Linked DNA regions of Gossypium hirsutum: region 1 is linked to region 2. The links are chromatin contacts, called in public Hi-C maps. All regions are on one chromosome and are shown on one strand. The core of a region is the stretch at or near the end of the contact, and the rest is flanking DNA. Distances in the headings are between cores, read along the strand shown.

Region 1 (3,312 bases), core at 184-2,683, 310 kb before region 2:
CAGCAAGAGGAGAAAATGGAGCAGTTTTCCACGAAAAGATCTGTGCAAAAAAGAATGTAAAATATGGAACTGCAATATCTAAAAAGCTTCTACAATGTTATTTAAGTTCAGAACTATTAAACCTGGTCAGATGTAGGAGAGATGAGTAATTTATTTCCATCATCATAATAGAAACCTCTTGATCCAGGAATGTTGCAACGGAGAGGGGGATATTGTATGAAAACATGTGATAGAGCACCAGATCCCAGACCACCAACACTAGCTTGCGAACTTGAAGCTTTCCAGGCCATCTTTCTAAGGTTATCTTGTACTTTTAGCCTGAAAATGCAAATTGCTGGTGAATAATAACACTAATAAAGCACAAAAGATAGTATCAGTACAAAAGAAAGAATGTATCAGAGCTTAAAGACTAGCATCAAAGAATAAACAGAAAGGTTTATTGGGTTTACCTTATCATACAAACTGCAAACCCAAAGCTCCAAATATTACACCTTTCCCCGGAGCTATAAATCAAAAGAAAGTAGAAAACTAATTCTTAGCACAGTTTTTCAAGAAGGAAAAAGATAAGATCTTTGCAACCCAATTATCAAATACGGTGTATTTCTTTTTTAATATAAAAATATGTTCCTAAGCAATCCTAGAATATGGATACCGTATTCTGCATGCAAGTCTTTAGTGCAAGAAATTCTTTCAAACACATATCACGTTCAACTTCAGGAACTTTTGCTGCAACACAGGCCCCGTATTCATTCGCCTGAAAAGACAACATTGTAGTCGAAACAATGAGCTAACCACAAGCAGAATTAAACAGCAGGTTCAAGGTAATATCTTTCTGCAATCATATTTTTGTTCATTTTCAACCTCAAATTACTCATTCATGAACTTAAAGCGTACTGCAAACAAAAAAAGAAAATCCCGAAACTAGATGTAATGATACTAAATCAGTAGAACAAATTGAGACTTCATGGACAAACCTGTGCCGTACAATTCACTAAAATGCGTCTAAGTGGAGAGATTGTTTTCTTTTCTTTCATATCCACAGCTCTGATAAAGAACAAAAAAGTACATATATCATAATTTTAAAAACTTCAAAGATTGATAGGGTGGGAATCGTTCATGAATTGATGAAATTAGGGTTTTCAATTAAATTGATAAGAAAGACTGAAAATAAAAATAAAATCCAAGAACTGATTTAACTTTAAAAAACAAACTAATTAGCAGAATCTAAGACCGAAAAAAAAGAAAGAATTACCTGGGAAATTCAACATTTTTATCACGCGGGATTCAGGGAACAAAATTCTATGGTATCAAATCTAAAAGAATTGGGTTTTGATCGTTGTTGAATCGAGTTTACTTGTCAAACTACACCTAACGGTCTTTATCTGAAAATTAGGGGACACAAAACGCCGTCGTACGAGAGCCACCGCCCAAGTTTTGTTTTTAATTTCTTTTTGGGATTAGTTGAGATGTAATTTACCTCGAAACTTTATCCCATCCTACAACATTGTATTTTTTTTAAAGGGTAAACTATGTAATCAACCCACTATCAAAATTTTTTATTTTAGGCACCTAAAATAAAAATTTTGTAATTTAAGTAATCATATTATATAATTTGGTTATTTTAGTCACTTTCCTTAAAATCACAATCAATAACTTGGTATAACAATTTAAAAAATTGATATAATAACAAATTTAACCCTCAACTTTTACATATTATATCAATTTAATCATAATTTTAAAAAATTAACCCTCAAAATTTACAATTGATCTCAATTTGATTCTAATTCTAAAAAATTTAAAGAAATATGTAAAAATATATAAAAATAAAAAATATATTATTGACAAGAAATCATAATATATAAATTATAAAATTTAAAAATATATAAAATAAATAAATATTTTTAAAAATTATAATAATAAATTAAAATATTATATTAATATTAAAGAAACTGAAAATTCCCCACCCTACACTCATCCTTTCCCTTTTCCCTGGACCCATCCCTCTCCTTCTTTCCCGCACCATATATATGAATTAATATTAGAAACAGATTCTGATACAGATGATGAAGAATATATATTTATGTTTATTCTTAGGAATTTCTTCTAACTAATTATTAGAACTACTTCCTATATTGAACATAAATATATATATTCTTCATCATCTGTATAAGAATCTGTTTCTGATATTAATTCATATAATATTTCATCATGATTTATTTCCTTTTCAGAACATATTTCTAAATCTTATTCTTCAAGTATTTTAATCATTTTTCTTGCACTTTTTTTCCTTTATTAGGACAATTTGGTGCTATAGGGCATGCTTCATCACATATAAAACATTTACATAGTTTTTAGGATTTTTATAAATTTTCTTCTAACGAATTTTTTCTTCTTACCAGAATTTTTTATCTTATTTTGTGGTTTCCATCGAAATAGCTTATATCTCCTATTTTTCTTTTTATGTTTTCTATAAGTAATAGGATGTACTGATTTACATCCCAATTCTCATTCATTTTCTAGAATTTTTGTACAATGTTTATTACTTAATTTATGCTTAACTTGTTTAGAAGCTTTACTTTGTAAACAATAACTAGTTATTCTTTCCTTCGCAAAATTAATTCTATTTCCTATAGAGTCTATAGTTTCTTAATCCACACTAGATATTTTACTCTGTTTTTCTAAATAAGAGTCATACTTTTTTATACATATCTCATCCCATGGTGGTGGTAATTTATGGAAATATTATTTTTTTCCAAAATTCTATATTTTTATTTTTTTAGTTTTTGATATTCATGAAGAAATTTCTTAGAAAAATCTTCTAAATATCTAATTATCATATAATTTAATTTTTGACAAAGCATAACTAGATAGACTATCTTGATCTTTTTTATCAATATAGCCACAAAATTATGTTTTTAGAATATAAGTTAATCCTTTTAATACATCTTTGGGAGTTTGAATTTGATTGATTAACTGCCATTTTTGTTCTTTTCCTTTTTCAGATTCTTCCCATCTTCTTAAGAATTGTAGAACGTCTCCTTGAAATGTTCCAACAAAATAATTTAAAAAATTTTCTTTTGACCAAGTATTGTTGTTAACAACTATAGTCATAGATTGTGCCCAATCATCTATGGTTTTTTCATAGTATGCTATAGGAATATTTGTAAGATCTACATTCATCCTTGAGCAACATTTCTTTTATTTAGATCGTCTATCCTATATCGAATAGGTTGGGTAGACAACTCTCCTAAATTTTCAAATTTTATTTCATTAGTAGTAATATTTTCAGTTTGATTACCAAAAATTCTAGTT
Region 2 (3,552 bases), core at 518-3,017:
TTGTCACCCATCGTAATAAAATTTGTCCACCTTAATCAAATTTTTTATTAACTTTCATCACCTCATAATTTATTTATTAATTTTTTATATACTGGTTAGCTTCTTTGCTTGCTTAGTCGTTTCAATTATCTTCATATTCTTGTCACTATGTATTTTGAAATTAAAAAATATATTAAATGTAAAAATATGATTTTTTAATAAAAGTTATTTTAAAAATAAAATGTGAAATTGATACCAATATAAAATTTTAACACGAATATTTTATGGCATAATTAATAATTCAATTTTAATATAAATATTCAATATGACTAAACAATTCAATAATATAAATAATATAAAATGTAAAATTTAATTTAATAATATAAATAGTAGATATAAAGGGTGAGAAGTAAAAGTTTAGAAGAAAAATAAAAAGTTTAGGGAATAAAAGTTTGAGGGAAAGTAAATAGGGGAGTAAAATTTTGGAGGGAAAATATTTAAAAAAATTGGAGGGGGGAGGGTTTGGGATAGATGGGAGGTGGGATGGGAAGGGAATAAAAGTTTTAGGTGAAAAGTGAGAGGGAGTAAAAATTTTGGGGAAAAATAAAAGGTTTTGAGGGTTTTTGAGAGTAAAATTTTGAGAAAAAGTAAATGGGAGAGTAAAATTTTGGTGGGAAATGGATTTTGGGTAGATTGGGGGGTTGGGAGGGAGGGAGTAAAAGTTTTGGGGGGAAAGTGGGAAAGAAAAAAAGTTTTGAAGGATAAATAAAAAGGTTTGGAAGTTTGCGGTAAAAATGTAAAATATTATAGTTTGATATTCGAATTATTCGAATTCGAAAACTCAACTCGATTCGAACTTGAAATTCGAAAAAAAAATTCGAGTTAATTCGAATAACTTGATTAACTCGAATAACTCGATTAACTCGAATAACTCAATTTTTTCGAATCGAATCGAATTTTACTCACCCCTATAAAGAGGTGAGGGACTGTTGGTAACATAAAAGTAAAATTTCATAATGTTAGGAGGTTGGAGCAGAACTTTCCACAATATACTAGAAAATTTTAAGTGAAAAGTAGCAAAGCTATAACCATCATTTATATTTGTTGGGTTTTAAGACGAGGCGAATTGATTTTTCATTAAGGTTGTGCCTCCTATCCAACATATTTTTTTTTTTTAATTTTATAACTATTTTCTACTAATATTTTTAGGACTTTACATATATGATTGATTGTAACATTGGGAAATTAACATGTATCCTTAAATTATCTTTAAAATTTAATAAAGCTTCTCATCACTTATATCTCAAATAATATTTCATATTTTTATTTATTTTTAAAATTACAAAAATTATAATAATGTATTCTAATTTTATAAATATTTTTATTTAGTTTAATTTGTAAATAATAATATAATATAAAATATTATCTAAAATTTGAGAACCAAAAGGGAAACATTATAATCAAAAGGGAAGGCTAAAGTAGTATATAAAATTTAAAATAATCACAAGGCGTGGTGTTATGGTTGTTCACTTTACCCCTTAATTATAAAGTCGGGAGTTCATAATATATTTCATGACCAACTATTTATCTCTTCGGAAAGCACACGTGGCAAGAGGATTAACTACTATTATCAACTATGAACACGAACAAAAAAAATTTTAATGAGATGATTTAGTTTTAATATTAATTAAAAAATAAGATTATTTTAGTATAATTGTAAATTACATTCCATAAAAATTAAATTATTTAAATGTAAAATAGTAAATTGCATTGCATATTCAGATTTTTTTTTCTTTATAAATAACATTTTTTAAGACAGTTATCAGGATAAAAAAATGAAAAAGTCCCCGCCCAGCCCCTCACTTTTGGGCTTGTCAGCCCTCACTTTCATATTCATATTGATGGCCATGGCTGGTTCATTCCACCATGGATGAATCCCTTGTTTTATAGGTCCCACTTCCGCCCAATATTAGCTACCTTCCTCTTTCCTTTCTTTTCTCTGCTCCCTCGTTTTGATTTTCCCCTTCAATTCTCTTCTGTGCAACCCAAAGAAAAAGAAGCAGCCACTTCCATGGAGAAGGAAACACGCGATTTCATGAACGTGGAATCCTTCTCCCAGCTTCCCTTTATCCGCCCTTCCCCTGTTAAAGAAAAGGGTGCTATTCGTTTATTCGGCAAGGACTTCGGCTGCGGCGACTCAGCGACGGAGGCCACCGAGTCCTACAACAACAACAACAATGAAGACACTACCAAGGACAACGAGAATGGAGATAATAATAACAACAGCAGCAGAAGATTTGAGTGTCACTATTGTTGCAGAAACTTCCCCACTTCCCAAGCTTTAGGTGGCCACCAAAACGCTCACAAAAGGGAACGCCAACATGCCAAACGGCAACACAACAATTCTTTTTCTTTATCCGATGCTCATAATGATATTTATGGCTTTTTTAACTATAGGCTACCCTCACCCTCGATGCCATCAATGCCTGCTTACCCTTCATGGAACAATACCATTAACGCTAGGTTTTCTAACCCTCCACCACCCATCAATGGCAACCCACTGGGTGTTTGGAGAATCCCTGCTACGCTTCAAACTAACTCCTGTAATTTCAACCGTGACCGTTCATCAGCGCATCCGTTGCAGTTGTTCGCCGGCGATGAGTTTCTGCCGTCGTCTCAGGCTGGCGGTGGTGGTGATTCAAGTTCCGAGAGTCATAGGTACGTTTATGAAACGAAGGCAAGCGTTAAAGACAATGTTAGCTTGGATCTACATCTGTAATTCATTTCGTAATAAACTTGAAAAGAAAACATCATGTGTTTTTCCCTTTTAGCATCTTGGATTTTACTATTTTTTGTATGTAAATGAAATGATTTACAATCTCTTCACTAATCTAAACCAAAAGCAGTTTGCTTCTCTCTATTCATTATGGAAGCTTTACAAAGAAAAACCCAAAAACCCAAATGGTTTACCTTAGGCTTAGCTAAAACATGGTACCGGCTTACAGCGGCAATCTATGTCGTACCCATTTTCAGAAAAGCTTCACACGTGTGAGGAATATTTCTGTCTTCCAAGTAGCTACCAGAGAGGAGCACATGAATAACTCTGTAGCTACACACGTGTACATAAACCTATATGTTGTCTGTCAGAGCTTGAGAAAAAAGTTCAATATATATACAGAGTTTATACGAGTATTTAGCTAAAATGATGAAATTCATCATATTTTATATCATACATTGATATTTGCTACATCAACTTACCAATGTAACAATAAAAAAAACTGTCATATTTCTGATTTTTTATATATTTAATTTTTATTATAACTTCAATCACATATTAGTTTATAAGTGCCAAATAATTTTTATATAGATTATGTATACAAATAATAAATTTATATAATATTAATATAAATATTAGGGTAAATTACACCATCACTCATTAAATTATGGGTAAATTTTCATTTTGGTTACTAAACTATTCAAAACTTTTCATTTAAGTTGTTGGGCAATTAAAATCAATTTTGTATAACTTTCTCTGTTCGCATTGCATGCACTTATTGAAAGCTTTCTTTTCCC

Evidence for each region. A called contact is a pair of places that touch in the nucleus more often than the background predicts.
Region 1: a Hi-C map of leaf shows a contact between it and region 2, with 1.9 times the contacts expected there. The contact joins the promoter of LOC107922106 here to the promoter of LOC107921299 in region 2. A contact is called at or near these places in 2 of 34 Hi-C or Micro-C datasets (both in leaf).

Annotation. Positions count from the first base shown.
Region 1 is chrD01:30,349,377-30,352,688 of Gossypium_hirsutum_v2.1, reverse strand. LOC107922106 reads right to left here and starts at 1,433. Exons shown (of 16, transcript XM_016851953.2): 1 at 1,253-1,433; 2 at 975-1,044; 3 at 653-754; 4 at 450-503; 5 at 123-318; 6 at 1-40. The coding sequence starts at 457.
Region 2 is chrD01:30,038,945-30,042,496 of Gossypium_hirsutum_v2.1, reverse strand. It overlaps LOC107921299 (zinc finger protein 8), which reads left to right and starts at 1,767. Exons shown (of 1, transcript XM_016851176.2): 1 at 1,767-2,809. The coding sequence starts at 1,910. The coding sequence ends at 2,758.